Linked DNA regions of Gasterosteus aculeatus: region 1 is linked to region 2. A link is a contact called in public Hi-C data. All regions are on one chromosome and are shown on one strand. The core of a region is the stretch at or near the end of the contact, and the rest is flanking DNA. Distances in the headings are between cores, read along the strand shown.

What was found. A called contact is a pair of places that touch in the nucleus more often than the background predicts.
Region 1: a Hi-C map of blood and trunk muscle shows a contact between it and region 2, with 2.3 times the contacts expected there. The contact joins two enhancer-like sites. A contact is called at or near these places in 5 of 6 Hi-C or Micro-C datasets (blood and trunk muscle, liver, skeletal muscle and 1 more).

The regions. Positions count from the first base shown.
Region 1 is chr4:22,458,613-22,463,656 of fGasAcu3.hap1.1, reverse strand. No RefSeq gene overlaps it. Among protein-coding and RNA genes, the nearest start is that of net1, 29 kb to the left of the region's middle. Within about 2 kb of position 2,891, at least 3 of the 9 cell types and tissues checked have open chromatin away from gene starts, as enhancers often do.
Region 2 is chr4:22,423,614-22,428,704 of fGasAcu3.hap1.1, reverse strand. No RefSeq gene overlaps it. Among protein-coding and RNA genes, the nearest start is that of LOC120817096, 28 kb to the right of the region's middle. Within about 2 kb of position 2,009, at least 4 of the 9 cell types and tissues checked have open chromatin away from gene starts, as enhancers often do.

The DNA of each region.
Region 1 (5,044 bases), core at 1,642-4,141, 34 kb before region 2:
CGACGACATTGATTGGAGAAAAAAAGGAGATAGAACCAAGGGACATTTATTTATGATAGTGCTTTACGCTTAACTAAATAGTTGGTTCTATGATCGTTTTGTGAATAACGTTTGCGGTGGAAGAAGTCCAGATTTGTCCAGACTTTCAACTGCGACATCGCTGCCTGGTGCCTGTTCCAACTACGAGAGAAAGTTATTCAGACGCTCCGCGTTTGTTTTTGAACACTTTGTGTTTCAAGAAATCAAAAGTGGAGGACCTGCTTAGTCTATGAGCTTTCGCCACAACGGTGGGCGAAAAGCTCATAAACTAAGCAGCTCAGGTGACGATCACTTGAAAGAAAATGAAGAGAGGCCGCTTCATTTCAGCTTTCACAGAACTTTTAACTGTGAAATATTTCATCTTTGCTGGAGCGAGGACGATTTTCTTTTCCCCTTTTAATTTGTCTGCTTGGCAGCACCGAATAATGGCCTCATGTCTGTCTCCAAACGTTCCCTCATGCTCTCCACACAGTTGCCAATTTACTTTTGATGGAAGGTGTACCAGCATTACAGTTTGGCAAGATGGATGCTGCTGTAGTCTGTGACAAAAGTAGAAAATAAAACAATGTTTTGTTGAAAAGACAACGCTTATTATTGTTGAGACCAGCCAAGGACGTCTATTTGAGAGGGAAACATTCCGTTGGAATTGAACTTTTTACCCCTTTATCCATCAAAAATCATTTTACTCGGCTGGAAATGAGTGCAGGATCAAACCCAGCAGGACGCTCTCGTCTGTGCTACTGAAAGCTGCGGGCTATTGGTCAATGACACACACAGACGTCTGAGCCTCCTGTCAGCGATCTGTCAGCGCCACATCCATCGAGGCTTATCTCCCTCCACCAAAGAACTCCACAAACACAACCCTGACACTCTACAAACTGCCTTCAGCTCCAGCATCTGAGCCGACTGCCCACCATGAGGTGCAACGCAAACAGAACGGACATTGAGCAGTCATTTAGGGTACAAAAGGATTAGGGTGCATCAGTGTTTTCAAAAAGGTTCCAGTTGATGTATGGCTTAGTTTGACAGTTTGAGACACACGGGGACTTGCTTTTTGGCAAAGAATTAGATGAGAATGTGAATACCACAGATTAAACATTTGAGACAAAGCATGTACACGTAGGCCGTCTTTCTGCTTTTGACAGTTTTATGACTGTTCCCAGTGCGCCTTGACTGCTAATTGACTGCTAATAGCTTTTGAGAGCGGAATCGATATTTTCATCTAACTCCCAACAAGTAAGCAACTACTTCTCCAAAAATTATGGAAATATGCACATAGGTTTTCTGCATTGACATGGAAATGTTGGTGTTTACTGATTTACTGTGGACAAAGGCCAGTCTAGCCAGTGAGGGACATTAATGACGAAGTTCTGCATGACCTTCTAGAAAATCCCTGGTATGAAACATTCAGTTTAAAAAAATCCACACCAAAGGCTGATAACACAGTCAGCTCAAGACCAACATCTAACCAGCAAGGCAGCGCTCGGGGGCACTCGGAGACAACAGAAGGTCAAATGGGTTCACAGCACCCCCTCCGTGTTTATGTCAAAATACACTCTGTCCTGCTCATTCCTGACAGACGGGGAACTTGTTCAGTCATCGCTCACACGCTGCCGAAAGGAGCTGTCAGCTCGGTGCGCTTCTCTCAGACAAATCGCTTCACTTTGTCTCGTGGATTTCCTTTCGCCTCAGGAGATGACATGTGACGGTGGGAAAGAAAGAAAAGAAAACCTCAACAACAATTAATGGCTCACTAAAACATTCATGTGTTGAAAAACAAAAACGCAAGAGGGAAAGGATTCCCATCAGGGATGTTTTTCACAAAACACAATTAGGGTGGCGTTATGTTCTGTCTGTTACTACCGAGTTTTAAACCACAGACTGCTAACGCATTTATTCCCTGAGACCACAGATTGCTTGATACAGACACACAAACCAAATCATATCTCATGTTTAACCGGTTCAGAGACATCGATAGAAGCGGCAGATTGTAAAAAGTCTCATGATGAAAAGGCAGGTCTCCCCAGGGAACCATGAGGCCGGCCGGATACTGGCCATGTTGCGCCAGCAGGACCTCACCCCTCCGAAAGCAGTGGATCGAATTCAAAAATGATGGAGTCTTTTGAATTGGAACAATTGTACAAGCCTACGAGAACACGTGCAGACTAGGACACATCGCGAGAAAGGCCCCGAGACTCCTGCTGTTGCTAGTTAATGTGACACGTGGAACCAGGAAGGTTAGGTTTGCCATAAAGCTCAACAACAAACATGAGCTAAACTTGCTAGCTAGTTTAGCTAGCCTTTGTGCGCCGCGGAAACCTGCTTGTGTCCCAGTTAAAGACATGAAACAAATGGGCTTGTGATGTTCAGTAAAATGGTATTCATCCTTCAAGATATAGAGTCCCATGTTCTAGTGAGACTCGGGCTTTTGACCATGTCCTCGTGGAGAGGCTTTGAAGATTTGAAACGGCCTCCGCTCACTATGTCCTCATGGCAGTTTTTCTTGGACGTCTAAACTGCCAAACCTTTCCTGTGTTTTTTATGTTTCGGTTTGTTGGGAGTGAGTAATCGGTTTATATGCTGACATTGGCTACGGTAAAGCGCAGTGGTAAAGCAGCAGTGCTTTGAGGGCGTACGACCTGCCAAGACTGATATAAGACCTATGAAACACGATGGCTATCAGGCACCTTGAGGTGCATTTCTACATATTACTTTGAGTGGGAGCCACATGCCAGTTTCATTTCGGGAGGAATGCCTCCCCTTTGAAGTAGCTTTTCTCGCAGTCACCAAAGCTATCAAACAGGAATCCGCTTCACATATCACGGATCATCGAGTCCAGAATAGCAGACCTGGCATCCTCCTGCTTGCCTCACCAGACTGACTCGTTCCGTCAGGTATGAATGCTCCTTGGCGTTGTTTTAAAATCTGTCACAGGATTATTTGCTCCGCTCCCTTCACCAAGCCTCCAAATGTTTCAAGAATAGATTAGCTCAAGACCACGAGAAACCCGAGAATCGCAGATTATCTCTGGTTGCAACCCAAAAATGGTTTCGCAGTTTTCCATTCCTACATCAGGAGCCGCACATCATTTTCCATGTGGATGCTCCGGAAATTTCCTGGCTCGGGACTTGTGTCAGAACAATTTACATTAGTATTATTTTCATGGCTCCAGTGGGAATTAAAGCAGCGACATTCCCAGGTAATAATTAGGGTTACAAAAGTCAGGCCAATGCCAGCAAGCCAATGTTATTTAGTGAAAGCATGAGAGCTTCATCAGGAAAATGTACCAACAGTGTTGGAAGTTGAAGCTCTCAATGTAGAAACTTGTCCCCTCTATATCAATAGATCATAACTCATTAATGCATTAATATTAGCAGGATACTGCATGTAGTTAGACATGGAGATCATTTAACTTTCTGTGATTATGAATCCGTTTGCAATAGATTGGCTTGTTGGTTGTGGAGTGTACTGAGGTGACCACTGAATGCTCCTTACAGGCCGTCTGAATGCTTTGCTGCTTGGGTTTCTCATCATCTCAAATCCATTTGAGTGATGTCGCCATGTTTCCAGATCTCCGCAATCACTTTAGTAAATACTTTATTAGCGTATTATACAAATGATGCCCAGGACTACAAAAACAGGAGCCAAGTCGTAATAAACTGGATTTATCCTCGGTAATGGTCGGCAGTACAGGAACTGAATAACTTGGATTGACTGGACCTGCCCTTCAAAGGGGAGTTTGGAGTGTTTGAAGTGTTGTTTTCTGAGGTAATTTTCCAAAGTTATTGAATTACATACACTAGATGGAGTTTCTATAATAAAAACAATCTTAAGTTAAGGTGTTATACCTGATATTATTTTCACCCTTTTACCTTGCTGTCAGACCGTTTTCTCTGCTTTGACTCTTAAGCCCCGCTGCGTTGATAAAATCACATATATTACCTCTCATAACACAGAAGTTGCTGGTTTACAGCTGAAGCTGTTTCATTTATATTCTGGCGTAGACAGATGAAACAGCTGACAAACTGGGACGCGAGTGGAGAGGGTGTGCCGGTAATTGCAAGGTTGGCGGTTCGAAACCCTGGCTGCTCCATGTCCCTTGTGGAAGTGTCCCTGAGCAAGACACCTATCGCCTGATTGTTTCCCGAGCATCATGTGTGTGATGGGGTACGCGCAGAGAGGAGTTTCCCCATGGTTATTAATAAAGGATACCATCTTCTTCTACTGCTTGTTTTTGTCCAGCATAAAGGGTTAATCAATACAAACATTTGTTTTCACAGAACACAGCTCATATAGAGTTAGGCAACAAAACTGTTAAGTTAGGTTTAGGTAAAGAACGTAATACCTTGTTTTATAGTTTTATACAACAAAACCACTTAGTTAGGTTTAGGAAAAGATTATGAAATACTTTTTATAGTAAGTTGTTCAGCCAACAAATCTACCGACTTAGTCTTTATGAATAGATTGTTCACCAGGTAAATTAACTATGGAAGTGTCGTTACTGAAGTAATTCATAGTTGACTCATCGTTTCACATGAGAAACTTACAGCTATTTGTTGGCGCGCCCTGTGGTCGTTATACTTCCTGGTGGCCCTGTGGTCGTTATACTTTGATTAGTATTCGTCTTTGTGGGATACTTACAATTAAGGCGTGTTCTTTAGGATTCGCCAAGAAAGTTAAAAAGGAAAATACCATAACTTATCTGTGTATACATGTATGACATATGACCTATTCTTTTGACATGATATATATATATATATATATATGATGTTATTATTAATACACTTTGTGTCAAATGTAAATGTACGGGTTGCATCATCTTGTCAGGAGCTGCCTCTTGAATCACAAAGGCATATTTACACTGTTCAAATCAGCATGAGGACATTATGTAAGGCCTCCGAGAACATGTATGCTTGTTCATATCAGAGCGAGCTTTGTACGTATAAGATAAGGACTGGGAGGACACAGCCTCATAAAGCAGGGATTTGGACAGTGACGGCTCCAC
Region 2 (5,091 bases), core at 760-3,259:
ATTCTGATTCTGAACCTTTGCTCGGTGTAATAGTTCACACAGATACAAAAGTTGGTCTGACTGTAAACTTACTACTCAAAATCATCCCGTACTTATCAGCCCCTTAATCTGGTCCGAATGTTTTCAGCCACAAGTCCCTTTCAGTGTCTGACTGGGGCCCTGCATGTGCGCAGAATGCTGACGCCAGAGAAGAGAGACAAATTTGAAAGTATAAGCGCAGAGCTTTAGCGAAAAGCTCTCTCAGCGTTTTGTTTACTAAGCCTCACTAAAAACCTCCCTGACTCCTGCACCTACAGAGCTGTTGTAAAACCTTTACACTCTCCGGGGCCGACACACACACTCTGTTAAAGCGAGTGCTGAGGAAGCTTTTGAGGGGAGAAGGTGGAGGATTTGAGAACAAGGGAAAGGCTATTCTTCAAAGTCACCCGCCACAGGACTCAATTAGCACTTTATCTGAGGTGGGGGCCGATAGGTGCTCCCTCCCTTCCCATGATTCCCGGGTAAAAGCTGCAGTGGGTTGACTGTGCGCAGCACTGGCCTGGGGCTTTCCTTTTCACCCGCTTCTTTTAAACAGATCCCACAACTTAGCCCGTTCTTCTGGAGGCAGCAGACAGCCCCTCTGGTCCGACTGGTGCGTCTCCTCCATCCTCACTCTCTCTTACGTTCTTGATGTCCTGCTACAATCTCCCGGAAGTAAGTCACATTTTGGCTCGCTGATGTAGTGACCCTTTGTCTCTGAAAAGCAGCTCTCTGTAATGTCTCGTTTGATAGATTTAGGTGTGAATTAGCTGTCCAAAGAAGATTTATTCCAGACATGTTTGGCACAGAAACTTGTAACCATAGTTCAATCAGGAGAGACTCGTTCGGAATCAACAATACTATTTTCTGTACAACATCGAAATAGTGCAAAATCTTTGATGATTGGACTTTATCCTCAACCAGGTCGAACCCTACAGTAACAGAATTCCCGCTGGAGTCCAGATGCTGGTGGTGGTGAAGAAGGGAAGTTGCTGCAAACCGATGCTGCCTGTGGAGGAGGACTGAGGGGGGTGGAGGTGCTTGGGGTGGAGGAGGGTTGCAGTACCAGGGGAGAGAACCCCTTAAAAGTTGTGAAAACAAGGATAGGATCCGTTTAGAGACACAGTGTCGCATCTGGTTGGTTGCTTAAACGTAGACGCCCTGGACAATAGACAGCCATAGGAAAGACCTTCACAAGCATTCACCTAATCAGACAGTTTAAGATGGAAGCTGCAACTGGTTTCTATCTCACAGTCTCACCTTGACCTCCTGTGTTTTAGTTTGGCCCACGATAGCATCATCAATCACAAACAAAATACAGAGACACACAGGCCTACAAAAGCACGGAAGCTCATGATAACTAAAGTTGAACTGGAGAGTCTCAGTGTGAGGGGTTCAAAGGCACTATAGGTGACTAATTACCAGAAGATAAGGTTCCATCCAGCACTCGGTGGATTAATTTGTGTTGGTATCAAACAATCCAGAAGCCCGTGCCATGTTTACACATTCGGACCGGGCTCCTTGAGCAGTGTGTTGCTCTCCTGTCTGTGCTGAGCCTCTCCAGATCCTGATCCTCTTTGGTGTTTTGCCCTCACCGTGTCTCTCCTCTGCCTGTCGTGTGTTTGGCATCTCTAATCTGGACTAAGAATCAGCGCCGTACATTGTGCGTTGGTCGTGTTCGTGTCTCTAATGTGTCCTCCTCGCGGCAGAAGTCGTTATTTTATTGGTGACCTCGGCACCCCCTAAACTCCGACCCTGCCAACTGCACACATGGACTCATGAACATGAAACACACGTGGCCTTTGTTCATTCGTCAGGGATTACAAGCTCCCATTTGTCTGTGTGTGTGTGTGTGTGTGTGTGTGTGTGTGGGGTGCGGGTTTTCTAGGCACCGGTGCCTCCATTTAGCCTGCAGGGTTGCATTACAGGTTGTTGTCCCACATCTAACCTTCCCACCTACTGCCTTGACATCACCTCACAGTGGCTGCCATGATTCACAGGGGTGTAATGGTGGGTAATTACCTCTGATTGAGCCTCAACACGAAACAGTCACACCTGCCAAGCAAGACCGGTAGAAAAAAGCAGGAAGCGCTACCATTAAAGTAAAAGTCCATGGAGCCTATGCACTTCAGTTTAATTGGTAGGGCAGCTCCGGTGTACGCACTTTAATACTTTCTCAATCAGCGGCATGTTTTTTGTGTTTTAAAAGTTGGTCCTTGGTCTGTTTGTAGATGGTGCAGTTTTTACAAGTGCCATGAACTTGAACTCTCAAACCCATTTCCCTTTTGTCTTTTTGAATTACTGCATATATTTGCCTGGAGAGTGTTTAGGAATTAGTCCTAAAACACAGAAATTAGTTCGCATTTTAACACATGCTAACAGTTGATAGCCAACCCTTTGTGGGTTTGTTGAAACAGACAAAGATATTGAAGAATGTGCACAATATTCCTTTACCCCAAAACAGGAGAGAAAGCAGACTTCAAATGTGATGTTTGACATTGTGATCATCGTATTCAAAAATCCCCCATCTTTTCACCTGTATGTAATCCTTAGGAAGCAGCCTGATCAGTGTGTGTGTGTGTGTGTGTGTTCGTTTTTTCTGGATCTCTCCGTGCCAGTTGTGTAATGAGCTGGCAGACAGAAAGCACAGCTCTATCTGATAAGCTGCATTACTCCATACCTTCTCCTAGTCTCCCCCTCGCGTGCTACTTGCAACTACTCGCACAAAATCCTGCCTTTGTGAGCAGAGTAAGCAGGTGAGCCAGAGGTACAGTTTGTCTGTCGTTAGCTGATTGTGACCTGCCAAAATACCTGGGCCCTGGGCAACAATGGCGTCCTTCATAGGGCCTGCAGAGCGGAGGGGCAGCTGCACCACATGAAGCTGGGAAGCTATAAACTACAGCATTATTAGACCTTTCAGGGGCTGAATTCAGCAGACAGTTTCTCAGAGGTTTGACTTATGTTGCTGTTATGTATGAATTGTCTGATATTCGTAATCGCTTATAAATATTTCACCCAAAAATGATATATTCCATGCTCAAATAAAACTTGAAAACTATCTGCATTCAAGGTCACCTTAATTGTTTCTACCGTTCCTTTTGACAAAAACGCACAGACTAAATCAGCAGGTGAATCTGCTCGGCGGTAACGTGTTACGTGAAAAGCGCATGAGAGGACGGGGAATGGAGATTGATTTGTGGCGGCCAATTAATACACTTACAATTTGTTTTTTTTACAGCGTGGGTCCTTGAGTCAGTTGAGATTTTCTAAGCACATCGGTTCCTTTTAACCACATACAACCAAAAACCCCTTTGCGTGTGTGAAGGCAGCACACGTACGTCCTTAAAGAAGAAGAATACTAGCCTTTAGCAACATTTTGTTTTGACTTTTATCCCCACATGTCACTCTCTTATTTCTATCCGGCTTCTCTTTGTTCTTAACTTCAAAACCCCAAACATTACATGTCAAACTTGTGGTGAGTTTGGGTCTATGACTCAAATGAATAACTTTTTGGCCACTCCAAAGAACCCCCGAATACATTTATGAGAAACTGAAGGAATGAACAGCATCCAGTGTGTTAGATACATTCCTTCTTCAGCCTGACCGGAGATCCAACCTTCATCAACCCAGTCTGGTCTCCTGTGTTCACTTTAAACACTCGTGGCTCGGAGAAATTAATGTCTAAAAAACCCTTTCCAAACCCAAGTCAGTTGGCTCCAACAATCACTCTACTCCTCGTCCTCTCCACCGTCCCCCCTCAGGTCCTCAGTTAGTGCGGCCTGGCACTTTGACGAGATGGGGCTCGTGCAACACTGAACAATGGCTGGCGTCCGACGCACTCTGGCAGAATGCGGAGCTCTAATCACGGGATGGAGTAATCCCGACAGGCTTTTTTTTTTTTTACCTTAAAAACCTGATTGTAAAAGCCACTGAATCTACTCGTGTGCCAGCATGTGGATGTGTGTTTGACGTAGTCCCACAGGGGTTCTCTAAAGGTGCGGTTAGTAGTCGGCATGGCTCGGTGGTCCAATGCAACCGCGTTTTCTCCGAGCCGGGAGTGGAGGGCAGAATGCCAACGTTCAGCCTGCGCAAACAACGTGCTCCTTTAAACGCATTACCAGGCACCGTCTGTCGTCTCCACACATACTCTCATTTACACTGAGCCAACTATTCCAGTTGTAAAATCCATGCATTGGGATTGGGGGGGTCCAGCAAACTAGAACCTAAACGGGGTCTCGTCTGGGTGCATCACATCCTCCGGGGTCGCCAAACAGCAAGGACAACAAGGACTTTTAAAATACTTTGTTTTCTCAAAGGAGCTTGGGCTAGATGGCAGAATGTGTTTTGATTTAGAAGTGAGTAGAATAGGATTTAGAAAACCTTTCACCTTGCGTTTTCTGTTCATTGACGTCTTTTTTAGTGTTTTTTAATGTGCTCACCCTTTGGTTACACTTCTGGTTGGCACAAAACACAACATGGCAACGTCTAAATTGTCAAATTCAAGGCACTTTAAAATAAAACAAACCTGCCTTCTATTTTCATTCAAACACACCTACAAGGTACGAGAGAATTAGACTCAATGGTTTCCTCCTTTATGGACGATGCATTAAATAAAAATGATGTTCCCATACAACAAAACTGCATCCTCAATTACTTTACAAAGGAGACGGTTCAGTTTGGAAACAAAACAAATTGGTTTGTTATAGTAAAATATCACAGTTTTGGTTCAAGGGAAATACATCTGTAAAGTTAATAATTATTACGCCTTAAGACAAGTGGTCTTCTGGGTGGAAGTCAAGCATTTTTTGGACAGTATGTCCTGCTTGAAAATTTAAAAATAAAGATAGAAATCTTAGTCATGATACAAATCTATACAAAAAGATCTGGTTGTTCTCCCTTTAGCATAAAGAGACACTGTTATTTTTAATCAAGTTGTACACCCTCCGCGTGTTTGTCCGTGTGTGAATTTCTGTGTGTGCATATGTTGCTGATCTAAGCTCCTTTTAACACTCCTCTTTGTTTTTCTTTCCCTCCAACACTCCCAGAGAAAACATTTTGCACTAATAAGCCTGA